Linked DNA regions of Hordeum vulgare: region 1 is linked to region 2. Evidence: chromatin contacts called from public Hi-C data. All regions are on one chromosome and are shown on one strand. The core of a region is the stretch at or near the end of the contact, and the rest is flanking DNA. Distances in the headings are between cores, read along the strand shown. Region 1 holds the start of LOC123398705 (dehydrin Rab15-like). Region 2 holds the start of LOC123452582 (pathogenesis-related genes transcriptional activator PTI6-like).

Region 1 (6,547 bases), core at 1,613-4,112, 120 kb before region 2:
ACGTTGTAGCATGGAGCAAGTAAGATGTACCATGTAACAACTAGTATGTTGCATGTAGCAAATGCACTATATGAATGTAACATTTCAGTTTCAAGAGAAATTCAAAATAATCAAGAAATCTTTTTGTTGAAGCGAATCAACTAAAACCAATGGTTGCAACATTTTTCGTTAGTGAAAGAATCCAGGGTTCATACCAGGTCAAATCCATCATGGCCACGAGGTGTTGCATCATGGAAGACGACTCCCGGGTTGACGTACCATCGCAACACGTGGACACTACCACAAACGTCTTGCTGCCTCACAGGAGTTCGTCCATGAACGACGACAACGACGGAGCTTGAGCCCAATTCCATGGCAGCAAGTAATTAATCTTGAATGTGACTCATGGTTGAAGCAAATCTCGGGCCCCGTGATAGATGGGGGAGCCCCACCTCGAGCTCTCCTGGTCGCTGGCAGCAAAAAATCGATGGGGTCGATCACCGACGCCGTTGATCGGGGACGGGCCGACGCGGGGGTATTTTCCTTGTCGTGCTTGGGGGGTGAGGTTGCAACATACTCCCTCCGTTCCTAAATATAAGACCTTTTAGAGATTCCACTAGTAGACTATATATGGAGCAAAATGTGTGAATCTACACTCTAAAATATGTCTATGTACATCCGTATGTGGTTTATAGTGTAATCTCTAAAAGGTCTTATATTTAGGAACGGAGGGAGTAGATAATAGATTTTTGCTACAACGGTTTGTTTGAGTGGGGCGCTCAGGTGTAACGGCGATGGATCACTGCATCGGACAGCCTGGACGCGCAGGTGTAACGACGATGGATCACTGCATCGGACAGCCTGGACGTGACCGACTCATTCGTTATGCCGGTCCGCCGGCGCAGATCGTTGCCTTATTGTTGATGAATTTAGAGGGATGGGCTCCTCTTTTTTGTGATAAGACGGACTTCCATATGCCAAACGAATGTCAGATTTTTAGGGGCTTCAACGCCCTCGTTGCAATCGGACTGAGATCAAGCACATGGCAATTTATAAGAAGTTACTATACGCGGCAGGGCATTTTTTTTCTCTACTTTCGCATCTGTACACGGCAAATCCTTTACAAATGCATGACAATTTCAGTTGTTTTGGCATACAATTCTTGGCTTCATCGGAAAAACTCTTCCTATCGAACATCAATCTATAAATGTTATTACCGTAATAGAAAAATTGTCTTTCATTTCATTTTCTACTCTTGTCGATCATATTTTTTGTAACAAGCATTTTTTATTCGTCACTTGCGTCTCATCATAGTAATCTGTTTGGATACTCTAACCTGGTTAGAGTTATAATTAGATTCTAACCCTTGAACTAACCTGAACTAACTCTAACTCTAAATGTGTTTGGATGGGAGGGTTAGATGGACAATAAATGCTCTTTCTCAATCATTTGATTATTTTGGACCTCTCTCTTTCCCTGGACCCCACCTATTTTAACCCAAAAAAGCACCTCTTGGATGGGTTAGAGTTTTTGAATGAGTTAGATGCATCTAACCAACTTTAACCCACCTGTTTGGATCTTTAAGGGTTAGATGATTCAAATCTAACTCACTCTAACTCTAACCAGGGCCAGTCCTGAAATTTCGAAGGTCCGGGGCAAAAGTTGAACCCGAGGGCCCTTAATGTATCCATCAAAATAATAATTAACATATATGATATAAAATGATATCAAACAGAAAGTGTGAACAAAAGCCATGTTATGCTAAAATAACTATATCCAAAATCACTGGTGAAAAAAACCTTAACCAAATGTTTCATTCACCATCAATAAACAAATAAACTACCCCTCTCACATAGGTTACTAAGGAAGTATTTGACTGCTAAATAAAATAAATAACTGTACCAAACATCTAAAATGAAAGCAAGGTGATTACCTTTTGGTTTGGGAGGATGAAAAACAAGAGACTACATAAAGGACTCTTGTTGTCAGAAAAATAAATACTCTAGTACTCCCTCCATCCCAAATTATTTGTTGGGAAAATGGATCGAAATTGATGTATCGAGAACTAAAAATACATCTAGATACATTCATTTCTAATTACAAGTAATTTAAAACAGAGTGAGTATTTAATTCGTTTCTGCATAGCATCTTTACCTAATTTGTAATGTGTATTTTTACTCTAAACAATAGCTCTGTGCTTGTCATCTGGCCCACCCAATTCATCCAGTGGAAACATCAGGTAAAATACCCTTTCACGTCATGTATCAAAGGAAAAGGCCTACGACCCATGTGAGTATGAAACTATCGTTCAGTTATTTACTTTTTTTATGCGCCCTCGCTCAGCTCTCATGGCGCTGTCGCTGAAGCCGCCGGCAAAAAAGGATCACCTCCTCCTCCGCCACTAGTAAGCAAGGCATACTGGGCTGGGGCCCCTCTCGTTGGGTGGCCCGGGGCGGCCGCCCCGCTCGCCCTGCCCCATGACCGGGCCTGACTCTAACCCTAGGATCCAAACACGACAGATGAAGTCACGAAACAAGGTGCACTGCCCTATAATTTGTTCATCTTACTCACCGTCACCGTGCTGTACTAAACTGTAGTACTACTGTAACATCAAAAATAGAACGCCGAGCTAATCTGTCAAGTCACCCTTCCAGAACAGCCGAACGCGTACGTGTCAGTGTCGCCACCGACACGTTCAGGACCGCGGCGCGTGCACGCGTCCCGGCTATCCGTGCGCCCACGCCGACCACTTGCGCCGCCGGACTCACCACGAAAGCACACGTACCCCCCCTGCAGTAGCCACCTGGCCTGCCACATCCCGTTACAACCCGGCCTGTCGCCACGGTATAAATATCCACCCGGCGTCACTCTTCGCTGCACAACACGACCCACGAGCTGTCTGTCTGTCTGTCTGTCATCCGAAGTCCAAAGCTAGCTGAAGGCACAACACTTCAACTCGCAGTCCGGTTCAGGGAGAAGAGTCCATCATCCAAGGTAGTAGTAGCAGGCAAGATGGAGTTCCAAGGGCAGCACGACAACCCCGCCAACCGCGTCGACGAGTACGGCAACCCGTTCCCGCTGGCCGGCGGCATGGGGGGAGCGCACGCCGCTCCCGGCACCGGCGGGCAGTTCCAGGCCCGCAGGGAGGAGCACAAGACCCGTGGGATACTGCATCGCTCCGGCAGCTCCAGCTCCAGCTCGGTATGATGCTCTGTCGACACACACATGTACGCATTCACGTGCTTCTGTATGTTTAGATGCTGATTTCCGTGCCTGTATGCGTGTGTGTGTGTGTGCAGTCCTCCGAGGACGACGGCATGGGCGGGAGGAGGAAGAAGGGCATGAAGGAGAAGATCAAGGAGAAGCTCCCCGGCGGCCACAAGGACAACCAGCAGCACATGGCGACGGGGACTGGAACCGGAGGAGCATACGGGCCGGGAACTGGAACTGGTGGAGCCTACGGGCAGCAAGGGCACGCAGGAATGGCCGGCACCGGCGAGAAGAAGGGGATCATGGACAAGATCAAGGAGAAGCTGCCGGGACAGCACTGAGCCGCCGGCTCCGGCTGGCTGCTTTCTTTGCATAGCTACGCGTCGAAGCCTTCCAGTTCCACGTGATCTTCATTCAATAATAAGATGAAGCTGAACGAAACGTTGCCTCTGATTTCATCTGTGTCGGGGACACTTTTCTGTATACAGCGTGCGTTGTGTTTATGTTTGTGTGTTCTTGTGTCTTCTTGCTGAAAAAAAATTCAGAATACAAGTGAACTTGTTTCGGTTCGTTCTTTCTTTCTTTCTTTTTTTTTGCGAATCAACTGAACTTGTTTCTCTGACAAAGGAAATCAGGCCCTTATGTCTGTCCAACGAAGGACCAATGTCATTTTTACCCTTGCACCCAGAACGTATGTTCTACTCCCTCCGTTACTAAATATAAGTCTATATGTTCTAGTATGTTGTACACAAAGTAGAAAGCATGCTGGTGCAAAACGAAAAGAGCAACAGTTACATCTTCTAAAAAAAAAGCATGCTGGTGCAAAACGAAAAGAGCAACAGTTACATCTTCTAAAAAAAATTGCGGAAACATCGACTATAGCTAGCATTTGGTTTACCCCAATTATCATGACTATGTTAATATCTATGACGCTTTTGGATTGTCTCATGTCAAAATAAATGGTCATATACTCGATAAGACATCTCCTTAGCTTAAAATGAAGAAAATAGAGCCAACATAAATTCATTGTCAAAAATAAATCCACAGTGTTCACCTTTTGAACAAACTAATTAGCTAGTACTCTTTTTAACAAATCCTAGGTCGCGACAAATGACGCACTGTATGCGTGTCACTTGTCGTAATCTGTGAGTTTTTTTTTTTCGTCGATTTATTTTTTGAAATATTTTATTTCTTAAATTGTGCATTCAAATCTTGAACCGTTTTTACAATTTGATTTTTTGCGTTGAGATCTTCAAAAATAGATGTCATGTTGATAGGTTTTAAAGAATTTTTTAAAAAAAAACCGGATAAAAAAACCATGCCACCCGAGATAGAAAAATAAAAGCATATTTTTTTAATTGTGGCTCTCACGTAAGACAAAATCGTGCCTTTCATGAAAGCAAAATCGTGTCTCTCGAAGAAACGCATTTTTCTCTTTCTAAAAGGCACGGGCATGCGTGTCACAAAAACAAAACTGTGCATCTCGCGGAAGCAAAATCATACCTCTTGCAAAAAAATAGAAAACACATTTTTTTCTTTCTAAGAAGCACAACCGTACCTTTCGTGATAGCAAAATCATGCCTCTCATAAAAGCAAAATCATGTCTATTACAAAAATAACAGAAAATACTTTTTTTCTTTTCGAGAGACACGACCGGGCCTCTCACGAAAGCAAAACCTGTCTCTCGCGAAAGCAAACCGTGCCTCTCGCCAAAAAAAACAGAAATACGTTTTTTTGTTTCCGAAAGGCACGGCGGAGGCAAAAACATGCCTCTCGCAAAAGCAAAATCATATTTCTCGTAAAAAAACATGTTTTCGCAAAAAATAATTAATTTTTTCGTCAAAAAACGAAGAACGGCCGGTGAAAAACAGAAACACCAGAAAAAACAATTTAGAAAGTAAAAAACACGTACGAAAAAATAATAAAACGAAAATCCAAGAAAACGCTTAGAATATGACACGTGGCGATGGCGGAGAACGCGTCAAATGACAGCGCGCGAGAATGCTCTTTGAAAAGCTGCGGAAAAAGCGTTCGCTAATTGATGACTTCCAATGAAAACGCGAAGGGTGATTAAGTCCGGAAACCCTTAGTCGACATATTCAGAACCGATTAAGAAACTTGGTGCCTGCATGCTTTTTTTCTAGGCTATTTTCAAGCTCATAAACACGTAGCGTACCCAAATACCGTATCACAAAAAATCGCTTTTCTGGGCTGTTTTGGAAGCTGGCTCATAAAGACGTTGCGCATCCAAATACTGTATCACAAAAAAACCAGCAAAAATATTATGAGTCACAGGAATTGAACCCACGCCACAGTAATCCAATAATAGTGATTAGATACAACGCGCACGTTTTAAGAACCATTCTGGCCGCACTATCTGAATTAAACCATTTTCACTGATTTTAAGAAAAAAGTTCAATAATTAACCGATCTGACCAGTTGGCTGTTCAAAACATATGTGTATGTTTTTTTTGCAAGATCAGGAACTAAAAAAATCATTCACAAAAAAAGAGTTTGCGGGCTAAAAAAGGCGGACGAAATTTAAAAGAAAAAACTAATAGAAATGGAAAAAGTTCATCATTGTCGAAAAAATTCATCGGTTTTGCAAAAAAAGTTCATCAATTTTGAAAAAAGGTTCATTGATTGGAAAAAGTTCATCATTTCTTAAGAATTTGAAAAAATTCACATTTTTAAAAAAATAACCAACTTAAAAAAATTGATCAAATTTGAAAAAAATTCACCAATTTTAAAAAGTATATCATAAAATCATTGAATTTGATAAAAAAATTCATCAAAAACGGAAAAAATTCATCAATTTTAAAAAATTTGTCATAATTTATCAAAGAAATAATAAGAATGAGAAAAAAGAAAAACTAAAAAAGAAAAAGAAAAAGAGAAAACTAAGCAGAACTGTTTGAAAAACGAATAAGTAATAGAATTAAAATAAGCTTATCTAGCACATCCAATTAGGTGGTTGGGTGGTTATCGAACGAGATGCTCCGTTGTTCGAATCCCACTTGACGCCTAAGTTTTTGCAGTACTAATATACATTGTTTAATGGGCTGGTCCATCACGCGCGCTGCACTTGCTAGTTTGTGAAAATGCACACAAACGCACGCCGTTAAGTCTTTACAATCGGATCGTAAGTCTACAACCCAAGATGGTTAAGATAGTAGTTATCTAAATAGATATGACAATTATCATCTAACTGGTAGAACGTATGTGCGTTGCTACGGGCTACAATGCATAGATATAGATCATAAAGTCGTCCTCAAGGTCGAAGAACGCACGTGCGTTGCTACGTGCTACAATGCATAGAATAGACCATAAAATCGTCTTCAAGGTCCAAGATCATTTC
Region 2 (6,119 bases), core at 1,459-3,958:
CCCAAGGGCTACGCCACCAAGGGAGGAGGAGTCCTCCTCCAATCCTAGTCCAACTAGGATTGGAAGGTGGAGTCCTTCTCTCCTTTCCCACCTCCTTTTTTTTTCTTTTCTCTTTGATTTTCTTCCTATGGCGCATAGGGCCTTCTTGGGCTATCCCACCAGCCCACAAAGGGCTGGTGCGCCACCCCCAAGGCGTATGGGCTTCCCCGGGGTGGGTTGCCCCCCCCCCCCCCCCCGGTGAACACCCGGAACCCATTCGTCATTCCCGGTACATTCCCGGTAACTCCGAAAACCTTCCGGTAATCAAATGAGGTCATCCTATATATCAATCTTCGTTTTCGGACCATTCCGGAAACCCTCGTGACGTCCGTTATCTCATCCGGGACTCCGAACAACATTCAGTAACCAACCATATAACTCAAATACGCATAAAACAACGTCGAACCTTAAGTGTGCAGACCATGCGGGTTCGAGAACTATGTAGACATGACCCGAGTGACTCCTCGGTCAATATCCAATAGCGGGACCTGGATACCCATATTGGATCCTACATATTCTACGAAGATCTTATCGTTTGAACCTCAGTGCCAAGGATTCATATAATCCCGTATGTCATTCCCTTTGTCCTTCGGTATGTTACTTGCCCGAGATTCGATCGTCAGTATCCGCATACCTATTTCAATCTCGTTTACCGGCAAGTCTCTTTACTCGTTCCGTAATACAAGATCCTGCAACTTACACTAAGTCACATTGCTTGCAAGGCTTGTGTGTGATGTTGTATTACCGAGTGGGCCCCGAGATACCTCTCCGTCATACGGAGTGACAAATCCCAGTCTTGATCCATACTAACTCAACGAACACCTTCGGAGATACCTGTAGAGCATCTTTATAGTCACCCAGTTACGTTGCGACGTTTGATACACACAGAGCATTCCTCGGGTGTCAGTGAGTTATATGATCTCATGGTCATAGGAACAAATACTTGACACGCAGAAAACAGTAGCAACAAAATGACACGATCAACATGCTATGTCTATTAGTTTGGGTCTAGTCCATCACATGATTCTCCTAATGATGTGATCCCGTTATCAAGTAACAACACTTGCCTATGGCCAGGAAACCTTGATCATCTTTGATCAACGAGCTAGTCAACTAGAGGCTTACTAGGGACAGTGTTTTGTCTATGTATCCACACATGCACTGTGTTTCCAATCAATACAATTATAGCATGGATAATAAACGATTATCATGAACAAAGAAATATAATAATAACTAATTTATTATTGCCTCTAGGGCATATTTCCAACATTCCCTACGTAGCTTGTCATAGTGCAGAGGCACTCCCAAATACTTAATGGGGGAAGGAACCAATTTTGCAACTAAAGATTTGGGCAAACGTTTTAGTCATCTCTTCCTCAATGTTAATAGTCACTAGATCACTTTTATGAAAGTTGATTTTCATCCTAGACAAATTTTCAAAGCAAAAAAGAATCCATTTAAAATTTCTGGCCTTGTCACAAGAATTTGCTAAGAACAGCAAGTGTCATCAGCATACCCGAGGCTAGTAATCCCCCCTTTAGATATTAGATACACTTTCCACCTCTTTTTGGAATAAACTAATGAAGGAACGTGTTGTAGGTAACTTCGTTTCTAAATATAAGACCTTTTAGAGATTTCATTATGAACTACATACGAAGCAAAATGAATAAATCTACACTCTAAAATATGTCTATATACACCCGTATATAGTCTATAATAAAATCTCTAAAAAGTCTTATATTTTGAAACGGAGGGAGTACTATTAAATCAGCATATTATTGAAATAGAACACTACAAGTACGTAACCTCGTTAATCATTCTCATGCAAGTAGTAGGTGTATTAGTTAATCCAAAATGCATGACTAAAAACATCTTTGGCCGGACTTCGAAAATCCGATTTTCGACCATGAACACACGTCGGCGTGTTCGTGGACCGTGATCGATCATTCTTTATTTTTCTCCATACATCCAACTATCTCATATTAAATACCTTAAATCCATGCGAAAGCATGCAAAATAAAATAAAATCAGCATACTACATAGATAACCTAGCTAGCCTACATACTCTTCGTTGAAGATGACAACAACCTCTGTGCCTCCAGATAAATGGCCACCCGCCTCACCTCCAGCTCCTTGTCGGACAATCTCGACAAAGATTTCATCGAGCTTTGCGCCGTGCTTGTGGAGGAAGCGACGGTTTGCCTCCATCGCGGCCTCTGACTAGATGGACTCAAGAATGGCTCCATCGCTTGGGCCACCTCAAACTCCGTCAGCGCGTGGGTCATGACGAAGCCTCAAGCAGGAGGCCCCAGATCGACCTGGCCCCCGCCCCCCTCCTCTCATCAGGCTCCGCATCGGTTATGATCGTGCCCCTCCCCCTCGGTTAGTTCGATGACGTGCTCATACGTCCTCATATCAGACCCATATTTAAACTGAATTAAAAGGTGTCGGTCGATCCGAGCGTATGGGCCGGTCCGAGAAACGCGTCTAGATTGGCTTTTTCTGACCGGCCATTGACCGGCCAAGACATATCATGCCCATCGAGTCACACACCTAACAAAAGTGTAAGTTCCAATCCACTTTTCTTGTGAACAAGTCATCCAAAACTATGCCAAGCACACAATTTGCAAGAACGCTGCTTGTAACATGCTGTGCAACCTGGTGACACAGAGCAACGCACGAGCTTAACTCACTTCAACCTGTTATAAAAAAAACTCACTTCAACCTGGTCGCATGCTGTGCAATGGACATCCAATTCGAATTCGAATCAGGCAAGAGTCGAGGAGGAGGAGGGGCAAAGTCGTCAAATCCCCCAAAGGTACGCCCCAGTCCTCTGCACCACTGCATGCGTTCGTTTCCCTGTCAAAAGCAGAGCGGAGCGGAGCGGGTCACGCGGAGGGCAGCAGCGTAAAATCACGAGGGGTGATAAGATCGAGAGGGCGAGAGGGAGGAGCAGTAGTGGCATCCACCTGTGCCGTGAGTGAATCTATACCATCTCCGTCCGCTGGTACTACTAGTACCTTTCTCCAAGCTCTGTCTCAACCAAACCTCAGTCCTGCTTCTATCCCGCCGACCCGCCCCCGGTAGAACCCTGTCTAAACCCCCCAAATCATCCCAAGATTACTTTCCCCCTCGCCTCGATCCGTCCGGACCAGCCGAGAGGCGACCCCCCTTGCCCAAATCCGGCGCCTCGTGTCTAGCCGCGAGGCATCGGGTTGGGGATTCCTGGCGCCGCGCCGGCGCCTTTGCTTGTTTGACCCGTTTCTTGGAGTGTGAGCTCGCTCACTGGGAGCGGCAGATCTCAGCGCCGAGCCCCAGCAAAAGCTCCAATCCCCACACCCAAGCCTTTTCCCAGCCATTCTTCGCTGATTCCGGCGAGTATCTGCAAGGGGAAAGTTCGGAGAAGCTTTTTGGTCTCGTGTTTTCCCCAAATTGGACGAGGCTTTCTTGGTGGTGTTTCTTGGATGAGATTTGTGGTGGAATCTCAGTAGCGCTGGCGGAGATGGGGTTGTCTTCTTCCGACTCCCTCGCCGCCGGCCGGACCCGCCGCGTCGGGTTTCTCGCTCCCGGGCCCAAGCGCGTCCGCGTCTTCTTCGTGGACGCCGACGCCACCGAGTCCGACTCCTCGGGGGATGAAGGGGTGAAGCGCGACAAGCTGCGCGTGCGGGAGATCATCGATATCAGCGTGAAGGCCTCCTCTCTGACATCTCCGGCGCCGTCCTTCCCACGGAGACAGGCTCTGGCGCGGCGGCGCGTCGCGAAGGCCGGCGACCGTCGGCCGTTCCGTGGCGTGCGACGGCGGCCGTGGGGCAAGTACGCCGCGGAGATCCGCGACCCGAGCCTGCGGAAGCGGCTGTGGCTCGGCACCTTCGACACCGCCGAGGAGGCTGCCGCCGTGTACGACGACGCCGCCTTACGCCTCAAGGGATCCCGCGCCGTCACCAACTTCTCGTCCAGCTCCAGCTCCGACTCTGACTACGTCTCGTCCACCAAGCCCCGCTCCCCGCCGCAGGCGAAGCTCCGTCCCACCGGGGAATCGGAAGCAGCAGAGGCCCCGGCGACCATCCTCCCCTCCGCGCCGTCGGAGCCCGAGCCCGAGGACAACGACGCCGACTCGTTCTACCCGTTCGCGTCGCCCCTTAACCCCGTCCTCCGCCGCGCGCCGAGCGAGGCGCCGCGCCCGGTGGACCACCTGTACGGCGAGCTCTGCGACCTGACCTCGGCCGCGCCGCCGTCGAAGGCGGCGGAGTTCGACTGGCAGCAGCCGTGGTGGGAGAGCGAGTCGAAGGCGACGGAGTTCGACTGGCAGCTGCCGTGGTGGGAGAGCGAGGACTTCGTGATGCCGCCGGCGGCGAGCGCCGTCAGCGTGGTCTGACGCCCCTGCCCCCACCGGCTGCCGCGGCGTTTCGCGCCCTCGGGGCGGGGAAGTGGCGGCAGACGCGTGAGCCAGTGGCGGGAGATGCGTTTCAGTACTGTCACTACTACTATTACTTCGTTTATTAATTAGATCTAGTACTACTACTACATCTACGTGGGTACTCCTCCGGTAGCAGCAGCAGAGGAGTGAATGGTTTGTTGCTTGTGGTGGTGGTGGTGGTGATGGTGGTCAGGCGGCGCAGGCGGGGCCCCGTCGCCCCGCCGTTGTGCGTGATCTGCCTTAACTCGCACGTCTCCGGCGTGGAAACGGAGCAGTGCGGTCGCGTCGACAGTGCCGACAGTGGCCGGCCGCGTGTTACTCTAATGTAATGACGAGTAAAAAACTGTAATTGTTGTCGTGGTGGTGATTGTCTTCGTGGTTGTCAGCTCATGTGCTTGTTGTTTACATTGCCTTTCCGCCTTTGGTCGTCGTCGTTATGCGTTGTTTACTCGAGGCGGCGTCCAAGTGGTGAAGATTTTGGCTCGTGATTGCTCGCTCGTGTAATCGAATCCGGCATGCACATCATCTTAACTTTAGCTCCAAATCCATGCCCAAGTGGGAGTGTGATGAGCTTGACAGGATCCAGTAGTAGAAAACGAATGTTTTCTATTCCATTTTCCAAGTGTGTAGGGCCGCCGATTGTGAGAGGTCAATTCGACAAAGGCGCGCAGGTTTTCGAATAAGCGTAGCCAGCCACCGTGTCGCCGTCGCTCGCCAAGAAATTAGGAAGAAATGGTGGTAGAAACTAGAAAGCCACCTGGCCATGGCCACGTTTCCTGCCTCGTCGACTTTTCAAACCGGATATTTGCTGCTTACGAGTGCTTCGGTGCGCCACGAGGCGGCATCGCGGCCGTTATTCGTGCGGCCCGGTGAGGCGGTGGGGACCGCGGGGGTGGATTTGGCGGGAACTTGGCGTGGCCTCAAGCGAGCGTGACGCCTTTCGCGCCATTTCTTGCCCATGTGGTCAAATGACGCTAGTGTCCCTGTCCTATCGGCAGGGAGAAGCGCTGTCGCCGGAGAGTCCCGGTCGGCTGGGATACACTTTCTTATTGCAACGCTAATAACGGTGTTTTTGATAAAAATAAATAAAAAAAATCCAATGCTTCCTTTGCCCCAAAATAAATATTTCAACTTTAATAGAAAACCCACCACGTCATTTTTATAAAAAAAACCCTGTAATTTTTGTTATTCAACCCGCGCTTCAATTTCTCATTATGGTGGAATTAACAATGGACGGGTTGATTTTTCAACAAAATAGGATAGGACTAACTACATTAGTTAGTTAGTTTATTATTTTAATAAATCAAAATAATTATAAAAAGATTAAAAGCGTGTGGTATTTTTTTTCTCCCGTTGCAACGCACGGGCTATTTTGCTAGTAGGTTATAAGTTGGCGCGACCTATGGCTCACTCCAAAACGTCGACCCAACCGAAAGCGGATTTCGTGAGCATTTTATCCATTTGGATCGATCGAAAAGACGTCATGTGGGCGTGTCTTTGTTTTCTTGGCAATTCTGCTCAAGTGGTCGATTCATGTGGTTCGCCCGGCCGGAAGACTGCCATATTTACATACTCCTTCAGTATTTTTATAAAACATTTTGGACAACTCATATTGAACTGTTCTGAATATTGTCTGAATTGTTTAAATGCTTATAAAAATAAA

The links. Hi-C and Micro-C count contacts between places; a contact is called where the count stands out from the background.
Region 1: a Hi-C map of seedling shows a contact between it and region 2, with 2.8 times the contacts expected there. The contact joins the promoter of LOC123398705 here to the promoter of LOC123452582 in region 2. A contact is called at or near these places in 1 of 6 Hi-C or Micro-C datasets (seedling) and 1 of 1 datasets of contacts at active chromatin or transcription factors (embryo).

What each region holds. Positions count from the first base shown.
Region 1 is chr5H:541,933,522-541,940,068 of MorexV3_pseudomolecules_assembly, reverse strand. It overlaps LOC123398705 (dehydrin Rab15-like), which reads left to right and starts at 2,862. Exons shown (of 2, transcript XM_045093152.1): 1 at 2,862-3,180; 2 at 3,279-3,758. The coding sequence starts at 2,992. The coding sequence ends at 3,530.
Region 2 is chr5H:541,818,704-541,824,822 of MorexV3_pseudomolecules_assembly, reverse strand. LOC123452582 (pathogenesis-related genes transcriptional activator PTI6-like) reads left to right here and starts at 2,708. Exons shown (of 1, transcript XM_045129258.1): 1 at 2,708-4,846. The coding sequence starts at 3,542. The coding sequence ends at 4,414.